2 separate regions of the Mus musculus genome follow, and region 1 is linked to region 2. The links are chromatin contacts, called in public Hi-C maps. All regions are on one chromosome and are shown on one strand. Each heading gives the region's core, a stretch centred on a gene start, on an enhancer-like site or on the middle of the called end of the contact. The rest is flanking DNA. Distances are from core to core; before and after follow the strand shown.

Region 1 (4,237 bases), core at 175-2,674, 78 kb after region 2:
GAAGATGTGCACCACCACCCTGGCTTCTCTTTATTATTTTCAGTTGCATGCCTGTGTGTGGTGAAGCACACACACCAGAGCAGGTGCTTGTGGACAGCAGAGGTGTTGGATCCCCTGCAGCTGGAGTTAGGGGTGGTTATAGATCACCTGATGTGGGATCTGGGAACTGAAAGTGGGGAGCATCCTCCCTCCCCAAAATGCTGTTTGGTTTTTACATTATTTTACATTATTCTCTGTTCAACCTCTCCAGCAGAGTCCCCCCAGTTCCATTCAGACTTCTTCTGGAATCCTCTCCACCCACTTCTACATACTCATGGAGGCTTTAGCTCTAAAAACCACATTAAACATAAAAAAGAAACATGGAAAACACAACCGAGGGAATCCAGTGTGCCGGCAGCAGGCAAGGAGGTGTTTGGCAGAAGGGTTTGCTAGCGATCGCTCAGCTCAGTCTCTGCCTTCTGTCTGGGCTCCACTCCACTTCCTGTCCTTACGCGTGTCCTCCCCACAGCCCGTTCGTTATTTACAACTGACAGCAGTGATCCTAATACCCTGCACTTGGTATTCAGATGTAAAACCCTCAGGATTAGAACTCACTTTTATTAGCCAATTTCCCCCAAATCAGCATGTTATATTAAAAAAGGATGGATCAATAGCTCTCTCTTACAATTCTGATGATACTTCAACAGGAATATTTAAGTAGTCATTTTATATTAAACCAATATAATGCTCCACAATAAAGTATTATGGAGTAGTCATTTTTGTATTGCTTCTCCCTTTTATTAACAATCATTCTTAATACTCAAGCTCAAAGGCACTTATAAGATATTCTTGAGCTGATGTTCAGTTTGTGGATCATTAAAGTACTCCAGCCTCCATGGGGATTTGAATGAGAAGTTCCCCATGGTCTCAGGCATTTGGTGTCTAGATGGTCGTGCTGCCTGAGTGGGGCCTCGCTGGAGAAGTACATCACTGGGTGGGCTTTGTGGCTTGTATGCCACACCCCATTCCCATTCAGAGCCTCTGCTTCTTGCTTGCAGTTTGAGATGTGAGCTCTCAGCCTCCAGCTCCAGCGGTCATGTTGGCTAGCAGCTGTATCCTGTGCTCTGCCAGATGATGGGCCCTAACCCTCTAGGAACTGTACCCAAACGAACTCTTCCTTCTGAAAGTTGTCTTGGTCATGTCAACAGTCATAGGAAGTAACTGGTGTAGTCCTCGAAGCTTCTCTCCTGACAGCGGAAGTGGCCCACGGCAGACAGCGCTGATGCCTGACCCGATCTGTCCACCTGTCTTCAAGTCATCTTCCCACTCCTCTCTGGAAAGCTTAGCCGTGATTTAAACCTAGGCCAGTTTCTGTCTATCCTTGGACCCGCCCAGAGTTAAGTTTGTTAAAAGTATTTATTGACTGATAACCGAATGCCAAACACCTTGTAAGGCACTGGGACTCAAAGGTCAACAGATAGGAATGTGAGCCCTGAGTTTTCGGGGCTCTTAAAGCAGGGGTGTTTTAGTAGCTGAACAACAGTAACAAAGCCGTGACCTCAAGCTGACCGGTGCTGTTATAGGGAAAGAAGGCAGTTCTGTAAATAACAGACTGCCTCAGAGGCATAGGGAATGTATGTAGCCTCGGCAAGCTACAATTAGGCTAGGAGCTGCAGCTGAGGGGGACCAACTAGGAGGGGGGTACACTGAGGGTGAGGCTGGCTGAGCATGGGGCTGGGTGGGGACCATTAAGATACCAGTGCACCTCACGCTAGAGAAATGAAAACGAAAAGCCAGGGTTTCTGGAATAAAGTGCGAGAGGCCAAACTGGAGAGACAGGCTGCGGCCACACTACCTGGACACCAGGGTGAGAAATTTGAGGTTAATCTTTGCCTTTTTTTTTCCCCTGGGTTTTTGGTTCTTTCAGACCAGGTTTCATGTAGCCTGGTTTGCCTCTATTTCCCACGTGCTGGGACTACAGGTATGTGCATTAATACCCTAGTTTTGGGGTTTAATTAATTAATAATAATAATTACTATTTTTTAAAGAAACAACAGTCTTACTAGGTAGCCCTAACTGCCTTGGAATCACAAAAACCTTCCAGTCTTCCAAGCGCTTGTATTAAAGGCATCATGGAACAGGCTTGGGTTGTTTTTCGTTTGTTTTTTGGTTTTTCAAAACAGTTTTTTTAAACAGAGCCCTGGCTGTCTTAGACTTGCTTTATAGACCAGGCTAGCCTTGAACTCACAGAGATCTGGCTGCCTCCACCTCCCAAACACTCGGATTAAAGGCCTGTGCCACCACCCTCTAAATGCTTGGGTTCAATTTTTATTTCAAAAGGAAACCACAGCCAAGTTTAAGTGGAAGGAGTGATTCGCTCACGTTCTGTAATTATTCTGCGTGAAGCACTCCGTGGAGGGAATATGGCAGGTTAGACAGTGGATGGAGGGAGACCACAGGAGACAGAAAGTGCAGATTCAGGCATGCAGTACAGGTCTGCAGTCAAGAGCAGTCCACTGCTCTATGCTTCTATTTCAGTATTTGTAAAACAGAAATTACATTCAGTTCAAGGACTGAAGATAAAACATCAAGTGTTTTGGCAGGGTGTCTGAGACATGGCTGTGATAAATGACCGTGAACTCCCTGAATCCCATGACGTAACTGCCACATCCTCTTCCTGGAGTTCCTTCTCTTCCTGTCCTCTTAGGTATCTAGGGATGCTCGCCTCTGTGCCCCTGGCCTCAAACTGAACAAGTCACAAGTCTTTCTTACAAAGTCTCTATGAGGACTGTTACATCTCTGATGGCTAACCATGCTCTCCTATTACCCCCAACCAATACCATATGGCTTGGGGGCAACTGTTTCCATCCAAACTGGAACTCTTCAGTTTTCTTCCTCAGCGTTGCAGGGTCCAGCCTGCTGACTGTTACCCATGTCACATTAAGCTTTTTTTCTTGCTTTCTACTCTAAATACCTAGTGTGGCTTATCTCCTTCTTCTGTATCTAATCCGTGTCTCTCCCTCAACCTCATTGCGTTTATTTTCTTCTTTAGACTTCTAGTGTGTCAGGTACACTGTAAGGATTATTACCATCCGTCTGCAAAGTACTAAAACTTGTGATATCTGTTTCAGTTATGTCTCACATTTTACTTCCATGTTCATACTAATGAGGACAAGCCATATGACAAGCTTGTAGTTTTGCAGTTAGAAAACAGCGAAATTCAAACTCTGGCTTTTACCACTTTTTGTTGTTGTTGTGACTGTACTTTGGGCACAAGGACACAATTTAACTTAAAAATAAGTCTAAAAGAGATTAATCAATAACTCTTAAAAAAAAATCTCTTTTTTTCCTTGGTGTGACAGGGTTTTTCTGTGTAGCCCTGGCTGTCCTGGAACTCAACTCTGTAGACCAGGCTGGCCTCAAGCTCAGAAATCTGCCTGCCTCTGCCTCCCAAGTGTTGGGATTAAAGGTGTGTGCCATTACCACCCTGCTCATTAGTCTTCATACTTGATCTCTAAGATTCTGTTTTCATGTTAGTAAACCCGTCAGAAGTTGAAAATATTGTAAGTGAAAATGCACCCACCACACTCAGCCTACAGAGCCTCGCCGTTTGGTAACATTCTCCTCCGTAGAGCATCAGCTCTTCATGTTTGCAGATCTGGGGCTTACTAGCCTCAGCTCTGGGCTGGTGGGATTGTACCATGCGATGGCAGGCACACCTCCCTTCTCGTGTGGGCAGAGGTGATGGGCTGTCGAATTTCTGGATCCACTGTCTCATGGCTTCCACAGTACTGTCTCCTATAAACTAACTTCAGGTGGGCATCAATTATTATCTGATTTCTTATATTTCCTCTACTGAAGAGTTAAAAAGACCCAGATTCAGAGTCTTTTAAAAAATAATTTATTTTTATTTTAAATACAGTGTTTTGCCTGCATGTGTATCTGTGTGAGGGTGTTGGATCCCTTGGAAGTGGTGTTATAGACAGTTGTGAGCTGACAGATGGCTGCTGGGAATTGAACCCAGACCTTCAAGAAGTACAGCCAGTGTACTCTTATTTGCTGAGCAATCTCTCCAGTTCCCAGATTTAGATTTTTTTAAAAATGTCAAAGATTATTCTTTTTCATATTACATTAGAAGTTACCATTTTTTTCATTTTATAATTTGCCTGAATTTTAAAAAATCTCTATTGTCTCAGGTAATACTCATCATAAGAATATCTTTAAAAAATACCTTCAGACCAATTAAAGAGAGAAACAA
Region 2 (4,226 bases), core at 1,072-3,571:
AAGAAAGAAAGAAAGAAAGAAAGAAAGAAAGAAAGAAAGAAAGAAGGAAGGAGAAAGAGAGAGAGAGAGGGAGGGAGGGAGGGAGGGAGGGAGGGAGGGAGGAAGGAAGGAAGGAAGGAAGGAAGGAAGGAAGGAAGGAAGGAAGGAAAGAAGGAAGAGAGAAGGAAAGAGAGAGAGAAAGTTGTACATTCCCAGTTCCTACCTCCTCAGCAGTTTAACTGTCTTCCCTCGAGGCTGACCGATGTCAGGACCATAGAGTTTTGCATTTTGGAAAGCTGACCTTTGTAGAAGTTTATGCAACTCCACAAAGTCTTCTCCTAACTGCAACCCATCGATGAGAATGTGAGCTTTCTTCCAGAAACTGTTGGGCTCTGAAAGACAGCAAGTCTCACACTCACCTCTTACCTGAATGTCTTTCTTTAAACACAAACATACAGCAACAAGCATTTCTCAAATTACAAAACCTAGAATCAAAAGTAAGGAAAGTGGCCGGTGAGATGGCTCAGCAGTTAAGAGCACTGACTGCTCTTCCAAAGGTTCTGAGTTCAAGTCCCAGAAACCACATGGTGGCTCACAACCATCCATAATGAAATCTGACTCCCTCTTCTGGTGTGTCTGAAGACAGCTACAGTGTACTTACATATAATAATAAATAAATCTTTGGGCTGGAGCGAGTGAGGCCCAAGCAAACAGAGGTCCTGAGTTCAATTCCCAGCAACCCCATGATGACTCACAACCATCTGTACAGCTATAGTGCACTCATATACATAAAATAAATAAATAAATCTTTTTTAAAAGCCAAGGAAAGTTATTAAAGAGGAGATCTTTGTTTGTTTGTTTTGTTTTGTTTTTCAAGACAGGGTTTCTCTGTGTAGCCCTGGTTGTCCTGGAACTCACTCTGTAGACCAGGCTGGCCTCGAACTCAGAAATCCGCCTGCCTCTACCTCCCAAATGCTGGGATTAAAGGCGTGCCCCACCACTCCAGGCAAGAGGAGATCTTGAAAATGTAAACATTTGAATCATGGTGTGAGGGCGGAGTAAGCAAATTCGAGTTAATCAAGGAGATGCTAAATCAACGGGCATCTGGAAAGTAGCTTTTCTAGGGCGTGGTTCTCGTCCTTGTATTGGTTTTTTTCTGTTATTATCCTTTGAAGGGCTGGATTCGTGGAGAGATAATGGGTGAATTTAGTTTTGTCGTGGAATACTTTGGTTTCTCCATCTATGGTAATTGAGAGTTTGGCTGGGTATAGTAGCCTGGGCTGGAATTTGTGTTCTCTTAGTGTCTGTATAACATCTGTCCAGGCTCTTCTGGCTTTCATAGTCTCTGGTGAAAAATCTGGTGTAATTCTGATAGGCTTGCCTTTATATGTTACCTTAGTAGCCCGATTTTTATTTATTCCCTTACAAAGAACAATAGAAAAACGAGGGTTGGGGACATAGCACAGGTGGTAAAACTCCAGCCTTGAAGCAGGGGGACCTGAATTTGACCCCCAGACTCCATGTAAAAAAGCCAGACACTCAGCACTGGAGAGGCAGAGACAAGAGGACCTCTGTGGCTCGCTCTCCAGCGCTAGTCTACAAGGTGAGTTCCAGGTGAGTGAGAGACCATGTCTTGCTCACACACGAAAAGGTAGAAGGCACCCAAGGAATGGTACTTTAGGGTGTTCTCCAGCTTTTGCATGTTCATGCATACAAGCAAAAGCACACTAGCATGTAAACACACTCACAAGCATGTAAACACACACTAGCATGTAAACACACACAGAAGCATGTAAACACACACAGAAGCATGTAAACACATTCTAGCATGTAAACACACACACTAGCATGTAAATACACTCTAGCATGTAAACACACATACAAGCATGTAAACACACACAAGCATATAAGCACATACTAACATGCAAACACACACTAGCATGTAAACACACACATGGGGAAGCAGAGAGAGAGAAAGAGAGAGAGAGAGAGAGAGAGAGAGAGAGAGAGAGAGAGAGAGAGAGAGAGAAGAAAACAAGAAAGAAGAGTAGGCAGGGAGAAGACTATTATGTGTAGGACAGTGTCTGCCCAAACAGCACGAGCTCATCAAATGACACATTTTGATTTGACCCTTCACATTTAGCACTATTGATTGATGGATGGAAAATTTTCCTACAAATATTTTTGAATAAATCTGACTAACATGTAGGTTGGAACTTATAAGTTCCTTGGGACTGGAGAGACAGCTCAACAGTGGAGAGCACAGGCTGCTCTTCCATATGGTCCGGACCTACCTGGTGGCTCACAACTCTCTATAATCTATGCTGAAAACTTCAAGACAGTATAAAAGGGAAGTTGGAACGTGGTTGGGAGTGTAGTAGCTACTTTCTGTTGCAATAACTGAAAGCAACTTGTGGAAGAAATAATTTCTTTTATTTCTTAATTAATTCATTAATTTTATGTATATGTGTACACTGTTGCTGTCTTCAGACACACCAGAAGAAGGCATCAAATCTCATTACAGATGGTTGGGAGCCACCATGTGCTTACTGGGAACTGAACTCAGGACCTCTGGAAGAGCAGCCAGTGCTATTAACTGCTGAGTCATCTCTCCAGCCTGGAAGAAATAATTTCTATTGCTTATTGTTTTAGAGTGTATGCTTTATAGTGGTCAACCCAGGAAGAAGAGAAAGAGAGAAAGAGAGAGAGAGAGAGAGAGAGAGAGAGAGAGAGAGAGAGAGAGAGAGAAAGTGAGTTTCCTCAAGTCCAGTATGCTAAGCACAAGAGGTTTAAAAGACTGTAAGGCTCATGGGAATCTGGGGGGGAAGCCGGGAGCTGATAGTTCCTGTTTTCTTATCTCAAAACAACATGAAGATGTGCTAATGAGAAGGCCTGGCAGACGAAGCATTCCATAGAACAGGCATTGAGCTGGAAGGACAGAACCAACTTCCCAAAACTGTCCTCTGAACTATTCATGTGTGTGCTGTGGCATGTGACCTTCCCCTATCACATATGTAGTAATAATTAAATAAATACATACATACATACATTCATAGTAATAATAATAATACACATTTGAAAAGGAAGGAATAAAAAGAAAGAGAGAAAGAAAGAAAGATGAAGAAAGAAAAAAGAAAGAGAGAAAGAGAGAAAGGAAGAAAGGAAGAAAGAGAGACCGATGTAAGCAACACCACCAGCATTTAGGGTAGGGTAATGGCTCAGTTAACAAAGTGCTTGCTGTAGAAGCAAGAAGGCCTGAGTTCATCTTCCCAGGACCCACAGGAAATGCTTGGCACAGCAGTACGCCTATAACCCAGCAATGGCTGAGCAGCAGAGACTCGGCTCGGTGGCCAAAAAGAATCTAGCTAATCATTGAGTTCTAAGTTCAGTAAAAGACATTGCCTCAAAAAATGAGGTGGAAGCCGGGCGTGGTGACGAACTCCTTTAATCCCAGCACTTGGGAGGCAGAGGCAGGGGGATTTCTGAGTTCGAGGCCAGCCTGGTCTACAAAGTGAGTTCCAGGACAACCAAGGCTACACAGAGAAACCCTGTCTTGGAAAAAAAATGAGGTGGAGACTGACAGAATATAAAAAGAGAAAAAAATCATCAAGGGAATGTATTTATGAGTGAACTGTCCCCGGGTACGTACCATTGCCCAGTTCCCAGGAGATGTTATAACCCTTGGAAGAGCAGTAGTCAAGGAGAAGCTGGGCGTTGGAGCTGTTCCACCGTAAGTCTGGGGTTCGTAGTAACGCATTTAGACCAAAGATCAGGTCTAACCCCGAGCACTTGGCAAAACTGTAGAGCATGTCCACTGAGCTTCCTGAAAGACAAAAGACAGCATTTAGTTACATTGTCACCAAAGGCAGCGTTTAGTTACATTGTTGGCGTGACCACTGCCTCCGGGCTTGCTCTTCATGAGTTTTCTCTATATTGTTTAGTCAAAGGAATTCTATTCCTAATAGAATGACAGTCCTTATGCCTAAGCAGTGCACACCTGGACAAGCAATCAAAGAAAGGCCTGGACTGGGGCTGTAGCTCAGATGGTAGAGTATTTGGCTAGCATGTAGGAAGCTGAGGACTCTATTCAGGCCTCAAACCCACTGTCCAGACTAGAAGGGCCTTACACTTCTAATCCTTTTGCCTCCAGCTCCTAAGCTTTGGCGATTGTAGCTTTCTACTTCGGTTTTGAAAGTGTCGGTAATACAATTTTAAGTTTTTACACTTTCATTTTTATTTGATGTGTA

What was found. Hi-C and Micro-C count contacts between places; a contact is called where the count stands out from the background.
Region 1: a contact with region 2 is called in a Hi-C map of the HPC-7 cell line, with 2.5 times the contacts expected there. The contact joins two enhancer-like sites. A contact is called at or near these places in 19 of 484 Hi-C or Micro-C datasets (the 3T3-L1 cell line, the AML12 cell line, the C2C12 cell line and 14 more), 2 of 115 datasets of contacts at active chromatin or transcription factors (embryonic stem cells and large pre-B cells) and 4 of 9 other capture datasets (adipose tissue, embryonic stem cells, liver and 1 more).

Annotation. Positions count from the first base shown.
Region 1 is chr5:100,774,522-100,778,758 of GRCm38.p6, forward strand. Helq (helicase, POLQ-like) reads right to left here. Exons shown (of 18, transcript NM_001081107.1): 11 at 4,211-4,237. Among named protein-coding and RNA genes, the nearest start is that of Helq, 22 kb to the right of the region's middle. Within about 2 kb of position 1,425, at least 18 of the 459 cell types and tissues checked have an H3K27ac peak or open chromatin away from gene starts, as enhancers often do. A contact at or near this core is called in the HPC-7 cell line, where this site is marked.
Region 2 is chr5:100,695,285-100,699,510 of GRCm38.p6, forward strand. It overlaps Hpse (heparanase), which reads right to left. Exons shown (of 12, transcript NM_152803.5): 4 at 3,629-3,802; 5 at 203-371. Among named protein-coding and RNA genes, the nearest start is that of Hpse, 22 kb to the right of the region's middle. Within about 2 kb of position 2,322, at least 7 of the 459 cell types and tissues checked have an H3K27ac peak or open chromatin away from gene starts, as enhancers often do. A contact at or near this core is called in the HPC-7 cell line, where this site is marked.